3 separate regions of the Mus musculus genome follow, and all the other regions are linked to region 3. A link is a contact called in public ChIA-PET and promoter capture Hi-C data. All regions are on one chromosome and are shown on one strand. The core of a region is the stretch at or near the end of the contact, and the rest is flanking DNA. Distances in the headings are between cores, read along the strand shown.

The links. Promoter capture Hi-C pulls out the DNA fragments that hold promoters and counts their contacts. ChIA-PET counts read pairs in DNA pulled down with a chosen protein or histone mark.
Region 1: a promoter capture Hi-C map of pre-B cells shows a contact between it and region 3, with 2.1 times the contacts expected there. The contact joins the promoter of Cept1 here to the enhancer-like site in region 3. A contact is called at or near these places in 5 of 39 promoter capture datasets (the 3T3-L1 cell line, the C10 cell line, hematopoietic stem and progenitor cells and 2 more) and 1 of 115 datasets of contacts at active chromatin or transcription factors (extraembryonic endoderm stem cells).
Region 2: an RNA polymerase II ChIA-PET map of effector CD8 T cells shows a contact between it and region 3, with 17 read pairs. The contact joins two enhancer-like sites. A contact is called at or near these places in 2 of 115 datasets of contacts at active chromatin or transcription factors (effector CD8 T cells and memory CD8 T cells).

The regions. Positions count from the first base shown.
Region 1 is chr3:106,545,976-106,549,152 of GRCm38.p6, reverse strand. Cept1 (choline/ethanolaminephosphotransferase 1) reads left to right here and starts at 1,351. Exons shown (of 9, transcript NM_133869.4): 1 at 1,351-1,473. Dram2 (DNA-damage regulated autophagy modulator 2) reads right to left here and starts at 1,355. Exons shown (of 9, transcript NM_026013.3): 1 at 1,233-1,355.
Region 2 is chr3:106,461,307-106,464,971 of GRCm38.p6, reverse strand. No RefSeq gene overlaps it. Among named protein-coding and RNA genes, the nearest start is that of 2010016I18Rik, 23 kb to the left of the region's middle. Within about 2 kb of position 2,256, at least 74 of the 459 cell types and tissues checked have an H3K27ac peak or open chromatin away from gene starts, as enhancers often do. A contact at or near this core is called in effector CD8 T cells and memory CD8 T cells, where this site is marked.
Region 3 is chr3:105,761,752-105,765,184 of GRCm38.p6, reverse strand. All of the region lies in intron 1 of Rap1a (RAS-related protein 1a), which reads left to right. Among named protein-coding and RNA genes, the nearest start is that of Rap1a, 38 kb to the left of the region's middle. Within about 2 kb of position 1,549, at least 80 of the 459 cell types and tissues checked have an H3K27ac peak or open chromatin away from gene starts, as enhancers often do. A contact at or near this core is called in effector CD8 T cells, hematopoietic stem and progenitor cells, liver and 2 more, where this site is marked.

The DNA.
Region 1 (3,177 bases), core at 102-2,601, 780 kb before region 3:
GGGTCAAAGCATTCAAGAACCCTTTTAAAGAGTGTTTGCATAGCAAACAAGAGGCCTTAAGTTCAATTTCCAGAACCAAAAAAGAAAGCTTTAAGATGACTTAAAAATATATAAGAAAACTTCACACAACAGTAAGGATATTTAACAAATTTTTTTGCATCTCTTACCCATCTCCTCTGCTTACTTTGAAGCTCCATGAGTCAGAAATCCAGTTACATTTTTTATTTTCATAAGCATTTAAAAGCCACTGGTAATAAAAAGAACCTTTTTAATGTTGTCTCTTCTAAGTGGTAATAACTAAAGAATAACAAAAGTGTAAACTCTGGATGTTCCAAGTGAATGAACAGGTGGCCCCAGGTTTTTTTCAGAGGCGAATAGAAATATCAGGCCACAAACAAAGCATAACAAGGACTATTTTCCTAAATTCTAATATGGCCTCTTGACAAATGTAACATTTTCCAATGGCTAATCTCAAAGCATCTAGTTTCACTGCCAATAAATTAAAATTTGATAACGCAGCCCCGATAGATTAAAAAAATGTTGCATTCGGTATGTAAATTAAAATTGGGAAAGCTGGAAAACTTATTCCTGTCTCAGTGCTTTACAAAGGAAAGCAGCTGTTAGGATTCCCAGGACTTGTGATTTCCTTTCAACTAGGGACCACTCCCTTTGAAACACAATCATGGGGTGGAGACAGAGCTCTGTGTAAACACAAGGTCACCACTGGTCTCAGTTTTGAACTTCCTCAGCCCCAACCAAGTAGAAATAAGGGCACAGGGATGACAAAGGGTATTAGGGCAAAGGTTTCCTTAGTTGATTCAACAAAAGCAACCCCTTGCACACACACTCCTAAGTCTTGTAGTACAAGAGTTTCACTGTCCCTGGCACCAGAAAAATATAAGGGACACCATGCTTGGCACGACGCATCGCTTGGGATGAAGTGGTGGTAGAGGTACTAAAGAAGAGAAAAAGTAGGACGCGGAGACCTCAGCCTAGTTGTCATCTCCCGTGATTCGTGGGTTCCCGGAGCTGGCTCGCGACTCTAGTCGTGGGTGTCACGAAGTTCACGGAACCAGGTGAAGCTACCGAGGTTCGCGTGGCTCGCGCGCCCGTGGGACCAAGGGGGCTCGCGTTGTGCCCTCGCTCTTGGCTTGCGAACCACACTTCGACACAGCACCCAAGTAGAAAACCTGCCGAGCGCCAGGCCAGGCACTTTTCCCCCTCCCACTCACCTTCTTTCCTGTCCCCGACCAGCCAGCTCCAGCCTCAAAGTGCAGAACAGGCCCACTGTAGGAGCCTGGGCGGAGCCCCGGGGCGCGCTCCCGAGTAGCTCGGAGGCGCGCCTCAACCTTTTCTGAGTCCCCCCTCTTTACGGCAATCGTGAAAGTGTCGTGAACGTGCTGCCGCCTATCAGTCACTCAGTCGCCTGGAGTCGGAGTTGCTATTTCTAGGCTTGTGCTTGTTGGGTTCGGGGTAAGGCTGCGGGGGCCCGGCCTAGGGAAGGGGCGGGGATGTTGCGGACGTGGCGGGGCGGTTTTGTCCCGGGAGGAGCGGAGCGAGGGCCGGAGGCTCTGGGCTAGACAGAACTGGGTAGCTGCGGACGGACTAGCTGAAGGGGAACGCCGTCCTTGCTGGCGCTGGGTGGCCTCGCGCGCGGGGTTGTGGGCACGGCGAGGGGCGACGGCCAGTCCCGAAGGCTCCGGAGTCGGAGGTGGAGGGGCGCCTGCGCGGTATGCGAGCCGTGGTCGTGGGAGGGAGCACCCCAGGCTAACCCCCGGTGAGCCGAGGGCTGGGGCGCTGGCTTCGCGGAACCGACCTTGTCTGGCGGGTCCACACCCTCCTGGCCCGGTGTTGCCAAGTCCAAGAACCGTGCAGCATCCTGTGCGGTCTTTGCTGTCCTTTTGGGAGGCGGTTAGTGATGTTTCCTGGCTCGGGCCACGCTTCTTGTTGGGCAACTTTTCTAGAAATTTCAACCCATATTGACAGGCTCAGAGATTGCCAGCTAGAGTTTTATTTCAGTCGCGTTCTTAGAAGGAGATTGCTGGGGTTTTTGCCTGTGTTCCCAGGAATGCTTGGCTGAACCTCAAGCTTTACATTTTACCGAGTTTGAGTTTTCCAGTTTGATGCTTGGCATTTTGATACCAGTTTTTACCAATGTTGTATCATTGCTGTTGAATATATGGCATTGCTAAAACTCTAACTCACCAGGCAACGTCTATTGCAGCAGGAGGCAAATTCATAGTCAGTTTTCAACGAGTATAGGAACTTTGTAAGTTGTTAGAATATTTCCTTTCTACTTTACAACTGTCAGGAATGTGTTCAGAATGTGTGTTGAATTGACTGGCTCAAACACAAGGAAACTGTATAAGACATTTGGAGCATTACCAATTTAAAACTATTGGCATTCGATGAGATTTGAAGCTTCAAAATCATTTTGCTACATATTTAGCCTATGCTGAGAATAACTGAAGTCCCTGTACAGCTGGTCATAAAGACACAACCCTTCCTTTTAAGAAACGAAGTAGGTAAATCTGACTCTCACATTACCAATTACATTTTATTGCATAGCACTTTCTTTTCTAAACTACATTTTGCTTTCTTCTTCTTCTTCTTCTTCTTCTTCTTCTTCTTCTTCTTCTTCTTCTTCTTTTCTTCTTTTCTTCTTTTTTTTATGGTTGGTTGGGTTTTTTTTCTAGACAAAGTTTCACTATGTATCCTTGGCTGTTCTGGTACTTGCTGTGTAGACCAGATCCGCACCAACTCAGGGATCCCCCTGCTTCTCTCTACCTTCTTAGTGCTGGAATCACAGGTGTGCACCACCACCCAGCTATATTTTGCTCTTTAAACTGGCTAGAAATGCTGGTGGTGCTCATTTTGAGGGCCATGCAGTGCTGTTTTTAAGAGAATATAAAAAAGAATACAGCTCTAGGCTTTTGGTCCCTCCTCCTCTGAAGTTATTTCCCCCTTTAAGGAACACACAATTTCACTTCAGCAAAACACCAGATCTAAGCAGTACTGTCTGCTTCTGAGTACAGAAAAGCCCCCCTGCCCCCAGACAAACATGTTTTATGTATCATTTGTTAAATAATGCTGAACTTATTCCTATGATCCTATTAATTTATTTATTTTTCTTTCTCTTGTTTTTCTTTCTCTTTTCTTCTATGGTCCCTTCCCTAA
Region 2 (3,665 bases), core at 1,007-3,506, 700 kb before region 3:
TGATGAAAGACCCTGAAATGTAACCACAGGAAGAAGGAGGAAAGGTCACTGAGGGCAGGTATTTGGGTGTGAAGGTCTAGGGCAAGACTGGATTGCAGCTGTGTCACCTGTTCGGGCCTTAGAAACTGTTCTCTCTTCCTTCCCTTTTGGTGGTCACTTAGAGGTTTGTTTCATTTTAATTTGAGAATTTAAAGTCATCTAATGTAAAAAGATAAACATGAGCATGTACAGTGTGTGTGTGTGTGTGTGTGTGTGTGTGTGTATGTGTGTGTGTATGCCCCTATGTCTATTAGCTGCATGTCCTAAGCAAATAAGGTGTGCTTAATAGGCATGGGAAAACAAGAGGTGAACTCCATATTGGCTGAAGTCTGTTGTTATGGCAGAGCTGTGTTTCAGTCATAATATAATCACCACAACAGTAAACATACAGAGTTCCTATAACTATCTTAGACCAACATGTCTAACCAAGAGGATTATTACTTATTCCCCGATTAATTATAATGACATCTCCATATCATCAAACCTGCAAAACTGCCCACTATTATTATGCATCTGACATTATGATATGTCTAGAAAACACTATTTAGGGACAGAAAGGGACGATAAGAGCTATTCTGAGAAAATATCAACCCATGTCTTGAGTTTCATGCTTGGCCCTTTCCAAATACATGAATAATCCTTCCCTATGTTAAGATGTGTTAATAAAACATACCATCCAAATTCTAACAGTATGTGTTTCTCTTAACAACTGGAGTCAAGCCCATTTCTCTGAGTATACACTTTACTTTGCATAATAGACTTCAACTTTGCTTCATAGTGACTTGTCCTGAAGTTCTTCACTGCAGCATAAGTTAAGCCAATTGACTGTGATGGGTGTGGTGGCTCACACTTGTAATTACAGCATTTTCGGGGTTGAGAAAGGAGGATTGTTATGAGTTTGAGGTTAGCCTGCTCTTGATAGTGAGTTCCAGGATAGCCTGGGCTATGAAATGAGACCTTATCTTGACAAAGAAGAAATAGTGGTCAGAGAGATTGCTCAGTGGAGTGGTTAGGAATGTTTGTTCCTCTTGAAGAGAATCTGAGTTCAGTTCCAAGCATCCATACTGGGCACTTTTCAACTATGTGTTACTCCAGATTTAGGGGATCTGATGACCACTTCTTGATTCAATGGACACCGCACTCATGAGTGCATACCTCCACACAGACACACCTAAGCACATATTAATAAAAACAAACAAGAAAGAACAGGCTATGGTAGTACATGACTAATTCAAACACTTGGGAAGTAAAAAGAGGAGAGTCAGGAGTTCAAACACCATTCCCCTCTCCATAGAGAGCTTGAGACCAGCCTGAGCTCTTCTCAGGATGCACAGCATATTGGTGGTAGTGTACCAATACCAATACCTGTCCCCAAACTCGGGGTCCAGAGACAGTTAAAAGTTCTAGCTGTACAAACATGAAAACCTGAATTTGATCCCTGGAACCCACGTAAACAAAAAAATGTTAAGATGTAGCACTCACATGGCAAGATGAGAGGCAGAAACCAGGGCCAGCTAGCTTAGAGACTAGAATTCTTGAAAGACCCTCAACAAGATGGAAATAAGTACCAGCTACCAAAATATGTCCTCTGTTCTAAACACAGACACACACACACACACACACACACACACACACACACACACAGGAGAGAGAGACAGAGACAGAGAGACAGACAGAGAGACAGACAGAGAGACACAGAGAGAGAACGCCCTTCGGAGTAAGCTGAACTCTTGAAACTACACATCCTAATAAGATATGTATAAAGGACAGCCTCAGCATTAAGTGCTGTTCTTATCAGACTTAAAAAAATAACTTATTTTAGCGTTTTAAAATGTAATTTTAAATTAGCATACAAAATATTAGGTGTCACTTTAGTGTTCTCAAAGTGCTTTAGCAGATTCTCCTCAACCATCTTCTCCACCCCTAATCTCTTGTAGCCTCCTCAACAAACTTTAACAATTTAAAATTACCATTGCTATTTATGGGTGAATATGGATGTATGTATGACAGGTACATATGTGAAGGTCCGAGGACAATTTTTAGGAGTTCTTTGTTTCCTCCCACCAAGTGGTTGGAGATTGAGCAAAGGCTGTCAGGTTTGGTGATAAATACCTTCACCTACTGGGCCATCTCTCCAGCTCCACGATTTTCTAAGAGTCAACCTTCCCCATATTTTATCTTTACATCTTTACATCTTATTCTGAGACATCTTTACGTCACTGCTTGTTATTTCCTGGGTGCCTTGCTGATGGGTGGAGGGGGCTGAACCATATGAACCTGTCTGAAATCATCCCTCCAAAGGGTTTTCATACCCAACACGACTCTCCCAGATATCACAAAGGCCAAGGGAAATAGTTGATAAGAGCAGGGCTTAAATAAGATTATTGGAGCTAATATTATTGCCAAATAATCCCAGTACAAATATTAGTTTGCACAACAGAGCTCACGAGTGTCCTTGCATGTGAGACGAAGCAGGATATAGTAGTAGTCAGCAGCTGCTGGACCACATGAAGGATGTGAGATCTGAGTAGCAATCAAGCTGCAGGCAGTGTGAGAAAACACAAGCACCAAGTTCCCAGGGTGTATGTGAACATGCAGCTTTTACAAAAAGGCATAGGGAGTGGGTGTGCAGTGTTGGTCTGCCATGCTCAGAGGAAACCAAATGCAAATTGCTATGCTTTGTAGAGGTCTTAGTTTCCAGTCTCCTTTTGTCAAGAAAGTAGAGACTTGCTGCAAGAGGCTGAGCACCAAGTGGGGGCCAAGGTTATTTAGTAGCTTGCTTTAGAGAAGGAGGTGGAATGCTCACCACAGCACTAACCAGAGGAAGTTGTCTGCTCCTCAAGGTCTTTTTGAGACTTCCGGTCTTTGCATCTGATGGAACAGTTTGCGCCAGAAGTGAGTCCTCACTTGAATCTTTCTGAAGACAGAGATGGAGAGGTGAGAAGGACTATGAATGATCAACAAACTGCATCCCATGCTGCCTTTGAGCTGCATGCTGACTAGGGGTGGAGGGGAGAGCAAGCTTTGCAAAAAGAAACACAAAGTGTTCGGTCAAGAACTGCTGAAGCGCCGGGCGTGGTGGCTGGCACACGCCTTTAATCCCAGCACTCGGGAGGCAAAGGCAGGCAGATTTCTGAGTTCGAGGCCAGCCTGGTCTACAAAGTGAGTTCCAGGACAGCCAGGGCTATACAGAGTAACCCTGTCTCGAAAAACAAAAACAAACAAAAACAAACAAACAAACAAAAAACAAACCAAAAACCAAACCAAAACAAAAAAAGAACTGCTGAAGCTAAATCCTGGCCTGCCATTTGAAAGCTTCTTGGGAAACTCCTTCCCTGCGAAATGGGAAGAATGTGATGCCTATTGACTGTGAGGGTGTCATAACATTCTCATTTTAATTTCTGCCATTTCTCCAGTTTCCAGGATTGCTTTAGCCTTCTTCCTGTATTCCTGTTTCCAAACAAAACTTAAATTCTGATTGTGTTTCTTGTTTTTTTTTTTTTTCTAAAGATCAAATTCTGATACCTAATCTTTTTCGATTTAAGTGACCATTCAAATGTTTTCCCAAATGCACATAAACAAATAAACACACACACGGGGGTGGGGGGTGGGGGTGGAGTGCGATT
Region 3 (3,433 bases), core at 300-2,799:
ACAGTTTCTTAAAAGACTAAAGATCATAATGTCTAGAACTGAGAAAATAAGTAAATAAAGTTATATAAAAGAACAAACATAAAGACTTGTTATATATTCAGAAAACTGACTTTTTTAAAGTTCACTTATTTAAAAATATTGATACAGGATGTAAGCCATTAACTATTGCTTCACTGCCTTAAAGAACAATTTTATTAGTGCTGCTTATGTGGAGAGACGAAAACTACTCATGTGACTATCATGTCTTAGTGACACAATTCAATGGGGGCATTTTTATATTATGGAAAAGATAACAAGTTTAAGTATTGATCATTTTAGAAATACTGCCTAAACATTTAAATATACATTCCTTCCCCAATCTATTCTAATACAGTTTATGGACTATTAAGTCAAGCTTCAGAAGTTAAACTTTTAGCATTGATATAGTCAAGCTGTAAAAGGAACTGAGACTGGATTCTGACAGTTTTTCTTTCTTACATAGAGCACTATCTATTAGAAATGAGGATGTTAACTATTCCACACTGGAATCAGTTTCAAAGATGAGGCCAGGAAACCATGAAATGGATTGAAAAGGGATGAAAAGTGATGGGGAAGAGGAGCAGGCTCACCACAGCAGAGCATAGCAATTTCGTGGAAAACAAAAGGCATTTTGTATGGATTAAATTCCCTTACATTTATTGAGACTTGTATTTATAGTATAGAGTATTTACTCTGTTGGTAAATTTTTATATCCCCTGAAAAACAATATATATTCTATTGTTGTTGGTGGAATATTCTCTGAGTGTGGGTCAACCCTGTCCTTACTGGCTTTGCCTATTAGATCTGTCAGTTACTGACAGGTGCTATCATCTGTCAGTACAGTACTATTATTATAAGCAAATGTGAGAGATTTGTTTCTGTTCTCCTTGTTTATACATTTTGGTATGTTGTGTATTCATTTCCAGCAAATGTTATTTGTTAGATCAGCAAAAGGAAAAGTGAAGTTTATGGTTTAAACCATTGTCATTTCTAAAGAATCTCACAGTTCTTGCAAGGTAGGCCTGTTGATGACAAATCTGTTCAGTTGTTGTTTGTAGAAGTCTTTTCTCCCTCATTTTGAAGGATAATTGACCTAGATACACAATTATATTGCGGCAGATTTTGTCTGAATGATTTAAACATTTTGCTTTATATCCTTTTTTGTGGTTGGAAGAAAATTCTGATGTAATTCTTATCTTAGCTCCTCCTCCCTCTGGCTCTTTTGGCCATTTTACTCTTTGTTTTATTTTCTTGCTGTCTGAGTATCTGCCCAAGTAGATGTTTTTATGTTCACTCTACTTGGTGTCCTCTGCATTTTCTGAGTTTGTGGTTTAATGTTTTTCTTGTTTGTTTATTTTTTAGCAGTCTCCCCCTCTTCCCAGATCCTCTGCTTGGCTTCATCTTCAACTTGGAAACTAATTCTTGCCACCTCCACTGCAGCTGCTTTGGTCCATGCTGTCTTGGGTGCTTGCGGTTGTCTTCATTCTTCTTCCTGCCTTTGCCCTTTATCTATTTCATAGCTAGAGGAAGCTTGACAGCCTCTCTGCTCAGTCATCCAGTGGCTTCCTGTCTCATGCCAGCTAACAGCCAAAGTCTTTGCCATGGCCTGAAAGGCTGGATTTAGCTCCGTTTAGGATCTTCTAGTAATTAATCCCTATTGCTTGCCAGTCTTAGGGCCCTCTTTTTCTTATGGAAGTTGCCAGTCTTCTGGAGGCTTTGCCACCTTGCTCTTTTGCACACCTCTGTTCTTTAATTTCCTCTGGCCCCCACACACTCAAATACTGCTTTTGAAAACATAAACCACATCGTCCATGAGCTCCTTTCCCCATTTTGCTGCGTCATTATTCTCTGAAGTGTTTGTTTGTTTGTTTGTGTTACTGGGAATTCAAACCAGGCCCCATCTCCTCACTAAAGCATTTTACCTGCAGAGGAAATCTCTGGCAGAGGAGAATATGGTACACTGAAGAAAATGAATGAAAGCCAATTATGCTGGACTGTTGAGAACAGAGGGGGCACATTGTAAGATAAATCTAGGGAGGGATTTAGAGTTCAAATTATAATGTTCCCTCTTAGGCCTTAAGCATTTCTATCTTTATATTTAAAGGTAATGGTGGTCACTAATAAATCATATTACTCACTTGGAGGGTTATAAGGAAGTAGTTACTAAAGTGACTGATTTGTCATGTTATGAAAATCATCCCAGCTACTTTGTAAAGAATAGAGTGGAGGGGGTATATTACTTACTTTTTGGGGTTTTGTTTGTTTGTTTGTTTGTTTGTTTTCTGTGATAAAACACTGTGACGAAAGCAACTTATAAAAGAAAGTGTTTAATTGGTTGGGCTTACAGTTTCGGAGGGTTGGGGTCCACCATGACAGAGCCCTGTGGTAGCAAGCAGCAGGCACGTTAGCTAGTGCAGCAGTGAGAGCTCACATCTCAAACAGAAAGAATGAGTGCACTAGGAATAATGAGAGGTTTTGGAAGCCTCAAATTTTGACCCTGTAACATACTTGCCTCAAACAGGGCTACACCTAATCCTTCTCAAACTGGATTTACCAACTGGGTACCCTGTATTCAAATATATGAGCCTACACTGGCCATTCTAATTAAAATCACCACAGGGAAAAGACTGAGTTTGCTGCAATCAGATGACAGTTGGTTCCAGTGATTTAGGTGTCAGTTTTTGGTAGGTTGTTGATGACCATTTAAAAAAGAATGGTTGGAGCAGTAAACCTTCAATGAAATATATTTATAAATATCCTTAATTAGCAATTTTTATCTCCTAATTTTTATCTCATCAGAATGAGCTTTCTAATTTTATACAATCTTTTGATTCTATTTTGAGAAAATAGAATGTCTGATGTAATGTAGATCTTTAATACACATCCTAGAAAGCCCTGTGTCCTTTTGTATGTTTCTTAACATATAGCACAAAATCAAGCATCTCTATTATTTAACTTTCATTTACATTAGAGCTAGACTTGGTTTTGTTTTCACCCTTTATTTTGGAGTATAAGGCAACATTATAGTTTCAGATTGTTAAATAAACCATATGTAATAAAGTGTTGACAGGAAATATGACCTGAGTTCTGGAAGAGTGGCTGTTCTCCATTTGAGTGTATAGGAAAGAGAACAGGTGTGAGGTCATCTCCAAAGGAGAAGAGAACACATACTCAGTGGCTGCGACTCACTGGGGGCAGGGGGGCAAGGAGGCTGGGAAGTGTTGCTCTTCCCACACTACCTTGTGCTACCCCTAGAAACCTACCTGTGCTTTTATACAAGTCTGCTCTGTTTCTAATTGCTACCGTGTTGGGGTCAACTTTTGTACTACATGTTTTCTCAACACTACCACTAAATGCACAGTCAAAGATAATCAGAGAACCTAGAGTGTAAAGTGCCTCTTGCCTAATTAATTGT